Regions from separate parts of the Neogale vison genome. Here region 1 is linked to region 2. The links are chromatin contacts, called in public Hi-C maps. All regions are on one chromosome and are shown on one strand. The core of a region is the stretch at or near the end of the contact, and the rest is flanking DNA. Distances in the headings are between cores, read along the strand shown.

Region 1 (6,461 bases), core at 2,860-5,359, 280 kb after region 2:
TGTGTAGTTAAGTCGGGGTGGGAGGGGGAAGCTGCTCTTTACAACCACAAGTTCTGAATACTCAGAACATGTTCAAAAAGCTTTAGCTTAACTTATGAGATCTGTTCCATCTGTAGTCCTAAAAATCGCCAACACTAGCATCCTTGATAATAACTGGTTGCAGGCAAATCCTTTCAGCCTTATGCATTGCACACTATAGCTTTAAAATGGCAAGTACATTCTAAACACATGTCATCTAGGGACACACACTCCCTGTACATTATACACTAAGGCTACAGCAGAAAAAACTATACTTAACATCAACTGATTTTCTTTTTGAACTTCCTAAAGATTTTGTTTAATGCCCCCTGAATCTGTTTAAACAACATAAAATGATACAGGCTTTAATGAAGTTTTTCAAATCCCAAGAACTAGAAAACAATTTTAGTTCTAGGATTTAAAAAATAATAATAATAATAAACAAACTACACAGTTTATAAACTACAAAATCTACTGCTTTAACTCAAAATCGACCTTAGAACAAACACCATACCTTTTCTAATCCATAGTTCCAAAAGCAGGACACTTGACAAGGCTGTGTGTGGTCTAAGTGACAGTGAAGTCAGTGAATGAACAGAAGCAGCCCAGTAGCAGCCAGTCACCTGAGTCTGCCTGCAGGTGTCTGTACCTGTCTCCATCCTTTCAACTATTTACCAACTATTTGCATAAACTCACAAAATATGTAAAAAGGCAGCATGGGCCCAGGTTGATACAACACAATGGTATTTAAATATAAGGTCTTGTATTAAAGGCTCAAAGAGTCAGTCCCACACACCAGCACCAGCCAAAAAAGTCAAGGAGTCACAGCAATTTATTTACACACAAAAAGGCATGAGGGATGCAGCTGCAGGTTCAGTACCCTTGCTCAAACATCGAATTCCATCTCAGGCTGCATTTACAAAATGTAAATCGCCAGGAAAGTTACTACTTTCTACCAAAATTAGTACCACAGATGCTTCAGGATGCTGCATTGTAGCAGGGCCAACAACACACTCAAGGCTTTGGAAGGAGCCCCCTCCCCCAACTTGGTAATACCAGTCCAACACCTGGAAGTGGGAGGAGAACAGCAGAGACAAAGGAAGCAAAACTGCTGTCTCCAAAAGTGGAAAGGGCTAACATGTGGATGAGGAATACACTTACTTTGTGTGGTTCCAGCGAAGAGAAAGACAAACAAGAGAGGCAAATTTTAGTTCAGTGCAAAGAAGAGTATATCAAAGATCAGGTTTGTTCATAATTGGACTGGCCCACCTAGAAAGGCAGTGAGCACCTCCTTACTGAAAGCCAAACTTTGGATCACAAACCTCTCTGTGATCCAAAGAGGTTTCCACCATCACAGGAAGTTAGACTAGGTAACTCCCTCCCTCCTCCCACACCCACACTGAACAGGACATTCACAGGCAAGACCACCTCCCTAACTCCAACTCCTCCCAGTTCTCTCACTCCAGGCTTTACTGCTCTAATTCATTTTCTAAGAGGGGAAAAAAAAAAATCTCCAAATTTTAGTGCTTTAACAAAAGTTAGAGACACTAACAACTACTAATGAAACAAGCTCTGACAGTTGGGCAGCTCACTCACTGGAATACAGAAGCACCGCCCTCAGACATGATATTCACATTCTGTGCATTCTTTGTAGTTTCCCACATCATTTTCCTAAATAATATTCTTTAAATTTAGTTAACAGACTCAAACTCAAAATGACTGAACTTAAAGGGATTAATTTTCTTCAAACTTCCTGTAGTGAGAGTGAGCCACTCACCTAATCCTACAAAGGCTGCAAACAAGAAGCCTACACAGGACATTTTTAAACTGCCCCAGCTAGAACCTCAGAGAAGTGATTCTAATTTCTCCATCAAGCCAGGGACTGAGAGGTGTGGAAGGCAGAAATAGGACTTACCCTACCTTGCAGATATCCGACCTTTATTTGCAGATATCCATCCTTCCCCATTATTTCCGTGCTTCCTGAAACCCATCACTAAGTCACCCCACAGTGTTCAAATGGATGCCTAACAGGGTTTGGGTCCTCTTCTAATTCTACCCTAGGCACAAGATTACAGATCCCAGAAGCTCATTACCCAACTATTCAAACTCTAAAATGATAGCACCGTCCTAAGAAGTACTCTCAGAACTTTCTCTGAAGAGTAACCCACTCCCTGTCTGGAAATACTTTAAGAGGCAGCTACCTGCCCACCATCCATCATACATTCCGAAAAAGAGGCCAGCTGTCCACATCCCTGTTTGATTCCCAACCTGCAGGACAACAGTCTGAAACAGATTAGGGTATCTCTGTCCAAATCATCCCTTTCAGCCTCAACAACATATTCCAGACCATCTGCTCTAACGGCCAGGCTTTACCTTTCTGAACGTGAATGATGTCGGGGAAGTTGGCCAGATGCCCCTGATACAGCGCTAACAGGTCCATGACCGGGTCCAGGTCCTGCCTGGGCTGCTCGGCAAAGAGCTCGCCGATGGCGTCGTAGGCATCTCCGGTGAAGGCGATGGCCTGGTTCAGGCCGGCGGAGAAGGCCTGCTGGTCCAGCTCGAAGGCCTGGCTGAGGCCGCGGAAGGACTGGCCCACCTTCTGATACTCCTTCTTGAAGCCTGTCACCTGCTTGCGCGCGAACTCGTTGGCCGTGTGGTTGAGCTGCAGCGCGCTGTCGTCCATCTTCTTGGTGAAGCACTTGAAGCCGTCAATCTTGCTCTCCACCTCCTGCAGGTCGAGGGCGGCGGCGGGGGGCGTGCTCAGAGTCAGGAAGAAGTTGGCGCCCACCATCTCGTCTTTCTCGGCCTTCCGCTTGCCCTGTTTCCAGGCCTTCTCGTCCGTGCTGCTGGGACAGGTCAGAAAGTGCTGGAAAACGTCGCACTGCGCCAGCACCGGGTGGCTGGCCATGTGGTTCATCCACCAGATCAGGCCCTTCCTGCGCTTGGAGATGAAGTCCTCCTCGAAGCGGCCGGTGGCCTGCTTCTCGGGCAGGTGCGGCACCGAGATGACGGGGAACTTCTCGGCCAGGCGCGCGTACAGCCAGTCGAAGTGCTTGTAGCGCCGGTGTACCGGCACCTGCGTGTGCGTGGGGACCAGTTTGTAGGAAATGTAGCTCTTCATGCCCTTGAACTTGGTCTGTTTGGTGGGATCGTCGATGGTGCACTGGAAGGGGTAAGGGTTCTCCTGCCATTCGGGACCGTAGGGCCCCAGCACCACACACAGCTTGTCCCCATCCTTCACGAAGCCAGACGCTTCGCCCAGCACGAAGGCCTCGCCGCCTGACTTGACGAAGGTGGAGAAGCGGTTGAGGTTACGGCTTACAGTGGCCGAGCTCTTGGCCCCCGACGGATGGTGCTGCGGGGGCGCAGAGCCGCCGCGGGACCCCAGCGACAGGTCGGAGCGCGTGGACAGACGGTAGCGGCTGGCCGCGCCGCCCGCGGACGATGAGCCGTCGAGGTCCGGGTACGCGCTGCTGCCCAGCGCGCCCGGCTCGTCGGCCACCGTGGAGCTGTCGTCCCACTCGTCGTCCCAGTCATCGTCGCTGCCCTGGCTGGCCTGGTAGCCACCGCCGTACAGCTGCTGAGGCGACGGCTGCAGGGCGCCCCCGCCGTACGGGTAGCCCGCGGCCGGCGGCTGGAAGGTGCTCGGCGGCGGCGCCTGCTGCGGTTGCAGCAGCGGCTGGAAGGCGTCGGGCGGCGGCTTGAAGGAGGCGGGTGGCGCGGCGGGCAGGGGATCGAAGCCGCCAGGCGGGACGTTGGCGTAGCGAGCCGGGGCTCCCGGGCCGCCGTCGCCCGCCGGGCCGGGCTCCGGGGCGCGGATCACCTGCACGTACGAGGCCGGGAAGAGGCCACGGTCGCCGCGGCTGTTGACCCCCTCGAGCCAGCCCTCGATGTCCTGTTCGCTGCACAGGCTCAGCACCTCGTGCTCCCGCAGCGAGATCTCACCCGGGTTCTCCGACCTAAAGTCGTACAGCGCCCGGGCGCGCAGCGCCATGGTCCCGGGGCCCCGGCGGGCGGCCCCCGACTCCCTACGCCGCGAGCCCGGGGCCCGCCCGAGGGGTCCGCGGTGTCGCCCACGTCCCGGCGCGCGGAACGAAGCCCAAAAGACAGCGCGCAGCCCCGCGCCCCGGCCCGCCGGTCGCGCCCTCCGCGCCGCTCAGCTCGCAGCGCCGACTGCCTCGCTGGGCCGCCGCCGCCGCCGCCGCCGCCGCCGGCTGGGGGCGGGGCCCGCGGCCTCCCACGTACCCAGCTGCGCTAATCCACGGCCGAGAGCCGCGCGCCAGGCGAGAGCAAGCGATGGCCGAGCCGCCGCACCCGCCCGCAGGGTCCACTCCGCGGCCGCCACTGCCCCCTCCAGGCCGGCGCCGCACGGTCAGGCGCCCCGTGAAGGTTTCCACTCAGAAACCTCGTGTGGGAAATTGTTTGGGCTTTTAGATGAAAAAAACGTGTCCTAGAAAGTAAATTAATAGTTGCATTCCTGACAAACTCTGAGCGCTCAGTGAGTGCTTCTAGAATAATTCCAGCCACACATCTCATGAAGGATTTTCAGTGGCGATTAGCGACCGCACCAAGAAGAAAAACAAGATGCCTGTGCCCGGCGCTGTCCGCGCCTTTCCATTTTCCACCCGCTGGAACCTTCTGGCAAGAAGGGGAGGAAGATGACTCGAGCAAAGTAAGGAAGGTGTTGTGCTTGACAAATTAAGAGGCTAAGGGAAGAGGGTGGGAGGAGGTGTCGGTGTCGGAGAGTTTACAGTAATAGAAGTGGGCACGGGGAGCTGGCATTTTGAGTGTGTCCCGTCTCCTCCCCGAGACCAAGTAGCGCAGAGCTTTCAGTTCGGAGTCAGGCTGTTGGGTCCGAGTCTGCCTTCTGACACCACCTAGGTTATGACCTTGAGCAAGTCACCTGTACCTCCCTCCTGGGGTGGTTATGGGATTCGATAATCATGTAGTCCCTAATTTATAGATGAGGAAAATGAAAGGGAGAGGTTAATACGCGGCAGATACTCTACAATGGGGAGTACAGTTCAGGTGTTTGCTGCCGCTCTTGCTCATGTTACTGTTATTTGGGAAGGCAAAAACCCTGTCCTCCTTCGTAAACAGAATAGAGATCCTAAAATCACAGTCCCAGAGCATATGCAACCGAAGGGACCCCCGTGTTCACACCTGACTCCTAATCTGAGATCAGTGACCATCTCTCTCCATTCATCTTTGTCTCACTCAATTTATATTATCTTTAAGATAAGTAGATTTTTAAAAATCACTTCCTGAATTATTAATCAACTCCAATCTCCAAAGTCGCCTTGTTTCACATCTTTTCTTTCTCTGTGTAATTTGCCCGAAGCGTTTTCTTCTCATAATTATTAAGTCTAGCCTAATTATTCCTTTGAAGACACCTCTAATTGGGATTCACAATTCATATGCCATTAATTTCAGCCTGTCCTATGACCCTTTTCAAGCAAATCTGGGAAACAGGCCAGAAGAGTTTACAATTATTCTAAGGAAGGGCTGTGGTATTCTAAGCATCTTGCACAAAACCACCAACCTAGTATACCAGAATTACTCCTACAGTGTTTATCCCTAATACAAAAACCTTAATTCAACTCTGTAAGCAAATTCTGAATTACAGCATTTTTAGCTGAAAATTCTGGGTTACGATCCTTCTTAACAGTAAGCAACAGAGATCACTGAATTTCAATGTCAACAGCTTATGTGGTCAGAAACATGAAGTCAACATTTATGAAACACCGAAAATATAATTGATTTTATTTATTGTTTTATACATATAGTATATATATTTATATATATATTATTTATTAATTATGAGAAGCTAATCTAGAATATTTAGGATAAATGCTTTGAATTTCACCCTTACTATTCATCTGGTAGCTACTTTTTTAGATTAAAGAGTTAATTAACATGAAACGTGCAATGCTTCAGGTTTTGAAACAGAGAGACTGAAAATCTATTTCATGTATGAAAATTCCAGGAATTTGAGGTGATGTCTTTTACAGACAGGTTGGGCTGCTCCTTGGAAACAGTGGTTGAGGAGTTACTGGATGTCAGAGGTTGTTTGCAGTACTAATGCCCATGCAAGTGTTCAGTTTGTAGGAGTCTGATGGGAGGCCAGTCATCAGGTTTGGTGACGGACAGGGACAGGCTGTCTATGGTGCCTGGCTGTGTGGCACCTGAGTGGCTGGAAATGCCCCTTAGGGTCTTAGATATTTTAAAAAATGTGCCCAAGCATTAGAAATTTGTAACTGTTCGCTCAGGGACATAGAGAGTAACACGTTTTTAAAAGATTTCTCTAGTGGGGCGCCTGGGGGGCTTAGTTGTAAACCAGAGTCATGGGATGGAGCCCCGCATCCGGCTCCTCGCTCAGCAGGAAGCCTGCTTCTCCCTCTTCCTACCCCACTCCCCCTACTTGTGTTCCCTCTCTCACTGTC
Region 2 (5,742 bases), core at 2,841-5,340:
GTCGATCTTTCTAAAATCCAGAACTGATGTGTCTCCTCCCCACTAAAAACCGTGATCTTCCCCGCTGTATGCAGAATAAGCTACAACCTTCTTAGATGGTTTGTAAGGTGACCTCACCCCATTCGTGGGTCCCTGCCAGTGGAGAATCCGGTTGGTCAGTAAGCCGTTTACTCCCCAAGTAACTGAAAATTTCTCATCATATATGTGCCAACAAAACAAAGAAAAACAAAACCGAAACTTGTCTCTCAGTAGGTGGATACCCAGCCAGAAATTCGGAAAATCATCTAGATTGCCCCCTGACCTCTTCCCTTCCCTCCTAGACAGTCCAGCTTTTAAAATATCTCTTGAACCCGCCTGCTTCTCCCCCTGCCTGCTTCCCTACTCCCTACCATGCCTTTGAGCCCATTTTCTGCACTTCAGCCAGAGTCATCTAAATTGCAATCTGGGCACGGCATTTCCCTATTTGATCCTTTTATGGCTCTCTTTGAGCTGAGTTGAACCCTTCCCTTGGCTTCCAAAGTTGCCATTATGGTGTGCCTCCGGTATGCTGGACACTCCTACAGTCACCTTGGACTGAGCAGTGATGAAGACTAGCCAAGCCTTCTGCCCTCAAAACCTCACATTCTGTTTGGGATGGTGTGGGATTGGAGTTGGTAATAACCCAGGAAGCAAATAAAGAAGGTAACTAGAGCTTATGATAAGGGCCTTGAAAGGAGTCACCAGTTTAAACTGACAGTTCAGGGAAGGCCTTTCCTAGTCCCACCATTTGCCCCCACCCCGCCCTCAACTTTGCAGCACTCACCCTGGCTGTCCCCCGCCGGGTCCCCTCCCCCGCCACACAGTGCTCAGCCAGACTGGACCTTTGGATCTTTACAGTCCCTCGTCTCTTTCTCTTTCTCTTTCTCTTTCTCTTTCTCTTTCTCTTTCTCTCCCCTCATTTATCTCCACTTGCTCACATCTGTCCCTCGCTAGGTATTTCTGGAAGCCATTGTCTTGCTGCTGGAAACACCTCAGTCCATCCACCTCCTGGGCTAGGCTAAGAGCCTCTGCTGTGCTCTCCATTTCCCAGGCACTCTAATTGCTTGATTGGCAGTCTATGTCATTCACCTTTCAGTCCCCATGTTTGTGGTTTATTTGCTATATTTGTGGACAGCGGAAGTACGTGTCAGATGGGCCACTTAATCTGTTAGGGAGAGACACTTCCTAGGCACAGGACTCCTTCCTTCTTACCCCAGCAGGGCCCCAAACAAGCCGCTGTTGTACCAACTGCCCAATTAATATCGCCTGGATTGGATATACTCTTCTTTCCGAGCAGCTTTCTCTTCGGAGAGCCCACAAACCCCCTTAGTCTCAGTAACTTCCTGCCTCCAACTCCCGATAGTACTTGCCACACAGTAGGTGCTCAAGAAATAGTAAACCAGAGTATTCCCAAAGCTTCCTTGCTTCCCAAAGAAGCAAAACTGGAATCCAACAAACAAAAACAGGAAATTGTAGTTTGGGGGGCAAAAATGGTAACTATTTCTAAGGTAAATAAAATGAATCAAATACCTACTCCTCCTCCCCACCGCACACCCCAGGAGAAATGATAGAGAAATAGAAATGTTTACTTTTCCCTGGAAAGTCTTTTACCCACCTTACTGCCAAACTTTGGCTTCCATTCAGCCCTGTCACCTTTTACATAAGCACATAAAACCAGGAAGTTGTTCTGATTTTTGTTCACCTTGACTTGCCCTACCCATATAATTCTGAAATCACACCTTTTCCTTTTCTTCTTCTGGGACCCAGTTTTTCTTGTGTTTCAATTGCCTTCTTATTGTTATATTGAGGCACTTACTAGAAGCCATAAAATTTGAGATCCATTCGGAGATCTGTGAGGACGCAACTGGCTTCAGGCTGTCAGACTGGAAGTTTTAAACCTGCTTCCTTGATTTTCCCCTGAGGCAATGGAAATTTCTAGCCACCAGCTGATCCTGGAATTGATTTAGTGCCAGGAAGGTGAACTGTGGGAAAATATAATATTACTTAGTCATTCTCAGCAGTAGATTTTATTATTTAGAAAATATTTCCTGGTTTTGAGAGCTTAACAATACAGCCTCTAAGTCGGTCAAAAATCAGAGTGAGGGGATTCAGTAACCAGGAGGCCAGGACCATATACACTAGGTAGGAGAGCTAGTGGGCTTATAAATGCCTGTTTCATCTTTTTTACTTCATTGCTGCATTCTTGTTTTCTTGAATTTAATTATTAATGGCTGTTTTTTAACTAGAAAAGTGTTTTTATACCTACCTGAGAAAGTTTGCAGAGATCGTAGTCATCTCTCTATCAGCTTCTATCTTAGTGAAAACAGGGGATGTGAGGTGGGGAATGCAGGGTTTGGGTGTTAGCTCTGTTTTGAACTACCTGTTGACTCTACGTACGTCCCTAAGCTTTTCTAGGCCCGAGTTTACTCAACTATAAAATGAAGGTCTCTTAGGTTAGTGTAGTTTGGTTCATTAAATGCTTGCTTGCTACCTATCTTAGATTGGGTTCCCAAAAGAAAGCCGCACAGGCAGGGATTCTTGTGAAAGTAAAATGCTGAGTGAGGTTGCCAGGAGAGAGATGGAAGGAAGGAAGGAAGGAAGGAAGGAAGGAAGGAAGGAAGGAAGGAAGATTGGGCAGGAGAAGAAACCAAGCAAAGATCTGGGTTTAACTGACCTAATCTTGGCCTGATCCCAGAGAGAGCTCTAGGATATGAATGGCAGCACAGAGCTCTACATATTTTATGCATCTGTTTCAGTCAGTCATTAGGTCCCCCTTTAGGGCAGGGGCTATAATTTCACTGAAATTTCTGGATAACCCAGTGAAACAGCGGGAGGATGGCTATATCAGTTTGTTAAAAGGGATCTCAGTGGGCTATCAACAGAACCTGTTATGCCAACTGTGACCAGGCACTGTTCTAGGTATTAGAGAGGCGAAGATAAACAGAGAGTTGGCCCCTGATCACAGGAAACTCATGGACTATTCCAGAAGATCGATGAATAAGCAAGGAATTTCAGTACCACATGGTGAATGCTGGAATAAAGGAATACGCAGAGTGTTGTAGGAACAGAGAAGCAGACATTGAAGACTGGGTTCCTCGGGAAGCAGAATCTGAGATGGAGATAATCATGCAGGAGCCTTATCCAGGACTGTTCTTAGGGACCGACATTTGTTCTCAGACCCATATATTATATCTCCTGGAGATATAGCAGGAGGTGTTTAAAGATCTTTAAAGACCATGTAAATATCTTTCACTTCAAGTCTTGGAGGACAGATCCTCACTCCACTAGAGTCTCACTTCTGCGCTGGTGATTCAGCTATACCTTCATCAGATTGTTCCAGTGTTCTTTCAGGGCCTCAGCCTCAGTCGTGTAATAGATGATGGGACCAGTGGATCCTATGATCTTGGGCCCATTACCACACCTTCCTTGGAGTAAAGGACATGTCTTTGATTAATGTGATGTTATTTGGCTTCCCCTGTTAGTGGATTAAACACTCCATGAGCTCTTCATGTAATGGTGCTATCTGAGGCAAGAAAGGCACATAGATACCCAGAATATGTGGATATTTTATTTTTTGAAATGAATCACTGGCCAGTCTAAAAAAGAAAGGGTTTCACTGAAGTCAGCTCAACACCGAGTGGACAGTTGGTCTCCCTTCAAGGAACAGTAACATACTGGGGATGGGTGTTGGACTCTGTTGGAGGCCTGTTGGGCATTCAGCAGTAGCAGTAGCTAGGAAAGCCTCAGTAAGAGGGAGCCCAGACTACTGGGTCTCCCTCCCTGGCACCATGGCCTCCTGCTGTGCCAACCTATGGGGGGCAAAGGTGACCCGCGTCAATCCCAGACCTCCTTGTTCCTACTTTTTCCGTCTTTTGCATCCTGGGCTCTTGACGATCTGTTCAGGCCTCTTGCCACTCTCGACCAGTGTTTGTTTGTTTTTTTTTTTTATCTGAACCTCGGTCCACTTCTCTCTGTGTGTAAAGTGGATGATTAGGTATTCTACCCAAAGTTCTACCCACTTGGAGCGTTTTTTTCCTGCTGCTGTTTTTCATGGTCACCGCTAAGGGGAGCTATGGTGCAGTTGGCGGCTGTTCTCATCAGGCTCCCGTTGGATGATGCTGATTCATCCGTGAACCGTGCTCAGGTGTTCTGTTTCTCCATCAGCTGGCACCACGGATTCGCCCATGCAGCCATATGCGTGAGCAGAGGAAAGGTGCTGGCGCGAGAAGGGTGATGATGGAGCTCTGGGCTGCCATCTTGTGCGCTCACTTGTGCCTTCTGGTCTTATTTATGCTCAATCCCGGAAGAACCAATTTCATCTCTCTCATCCATCTGTCATGGTAATTCTGTCGTGTCTGTCTCACAGTGTGAGACAGAAAATGTCTCGCATTTTCTATGCATCTAGGAGCCACTTTAGCAGTGAGTTCACACCGTTTCTGGTAGTCTTTGCCAGGGTGTTACATCCAATACCTTTGGAGAATTCCCCCAAATCTAAATTCTTCCTTATCCAGCTTCACGTTCTGCCCCCGTGATCAGGCACCCTCAGTCGTATGTGTGTTCTGGAAGCTACCAGGAGTAGAATACACCTGAAGAGGTCCTCAGCTATGTTAGGGTCTAGTCCTTTTCCACCCCTATCAAGCCCAACATGTCCCCACACAGGTCATGTTGTGACTTAACCTTTGTTTTTGATCGAGTGGCAAGGAGGAGAGATGGGGGTATATCTTCAGAGGTCAAGTGCTGCTTGTGGGGAGAGAAGCCTCTGCATCCTTTTCCAGCCAAGGGCACGCCAATTTTAATAGGGAAATAGGCCACTTCTGTAGGCTAAGAGGGTCCAGAGAGAACCAGGGACCCAAGGTATTTGAATACATCAACCCAGATGTCTCCACTTCCTTATGTCAAGGTTCTGTTCTTTCCCAGCCAGGATCTTAGCTTTGTTGGAGCTTACCTTCCACTGGTCTCCTGCTGTAGGAAAAGGGGACTCTATATGTACCACGGAAGCACTCTTGCTTTCACACTGTCAGCAGATCTCTCCTAGCTTTTCCTTCTCTCTTTCCAAAGCTTTATTCAAATTTAGCAATAGACAGCCAATTTCATAGTCTTCATAGCTACTATTTGCCCTGTATCTTTCATGGCTTGATCTTTTATAGCTGAATAATGTGGTCCCTTCTCTTACACCAGTTCACCACCACTGGTGTTGGATTATTCCTGTGACAGGGAAGGAAGCAGGATTGGGTACCTGGAGAAGTAGACTTGCAATTCAGTTTCAACAGAAGCTTTGACCACCCTTCTTGAGAGTTCTGAAGAGAGACTGACCCATAAGAGCTGTTTTGAGTTGGGGCAAGAGAACACTGAACCTTTGTACCCCCACATTGGAACTGTGAGCTACCCCAGGAACTGGCCGTGGCCTTGGGCAGGGCCACTTTCCTCAGCAGGGTCAGTCCCTGAAGGGAGAAGACACTCTAAAGTGGAATTGTCATTGTGTAATGAATTTACTCATTTATACTCCTTATTGAATTTTTCCCCTAGCATCTTTTTATGGTGAAAGCTATGTGGAGCTCAACATCATCGAAGTTTTGCCTGAGTTATCTCTTCAATTAAAATTTCAAACCAGCAAACCACAGGGATTACTTTTCCTTGCAGCTGGGAAAAATGATTACTGTATAATAGAACTTCTATCAGGAAACTTACGGGTAAGATTTTCTTAAATCTTTAAAAATGTGTGAG

What was found. Hi-C and Micro-C count contacts between places; a contact is called where the count stands out from the background.
Region 1: a contact with region 2 is called in a Hi-C map of muscle, with 9 times the contacts expected there. The contact joins the promoter of SNX18 here to the promoter of LOC122893270 in region 2. A contact is called at or near these places in 2 of 3 Hi-C or Micro-C datasets (fibroblasts and muscle).

Annotation. Positions count from the first base shown.
Region 1 is chr1:277,235,915-277,242,375 of ASM_NN_V1, forward strand. It overlaps SNX18 (sorting nexin-18), which reads right to left and starts at 4,110. Exons shown (of 2, transcript XM_044231932.1): 1 at 2,392-4,110. The coding sequence starts at 4,012. LOC122894311 (a long non-coding RNA gene) reads left to right here and starts at 4,378. Exons shown (of 6, transcript XR_006381769.1): 1 at 4,378-4,690.
Region 2 is chr1:276,960,011-276,965,752 of ASM_NN_V1, forward strand. LOC122893270 (chondroitin sulfate proteoglycan 4-like) reads left to right here and starts at 4,091. Exons shown (of 10, transcript XM_044230211.1): 1 at 4,091-4,216; 2 at 5,538-5,708. The coding sequence starts at 4,091.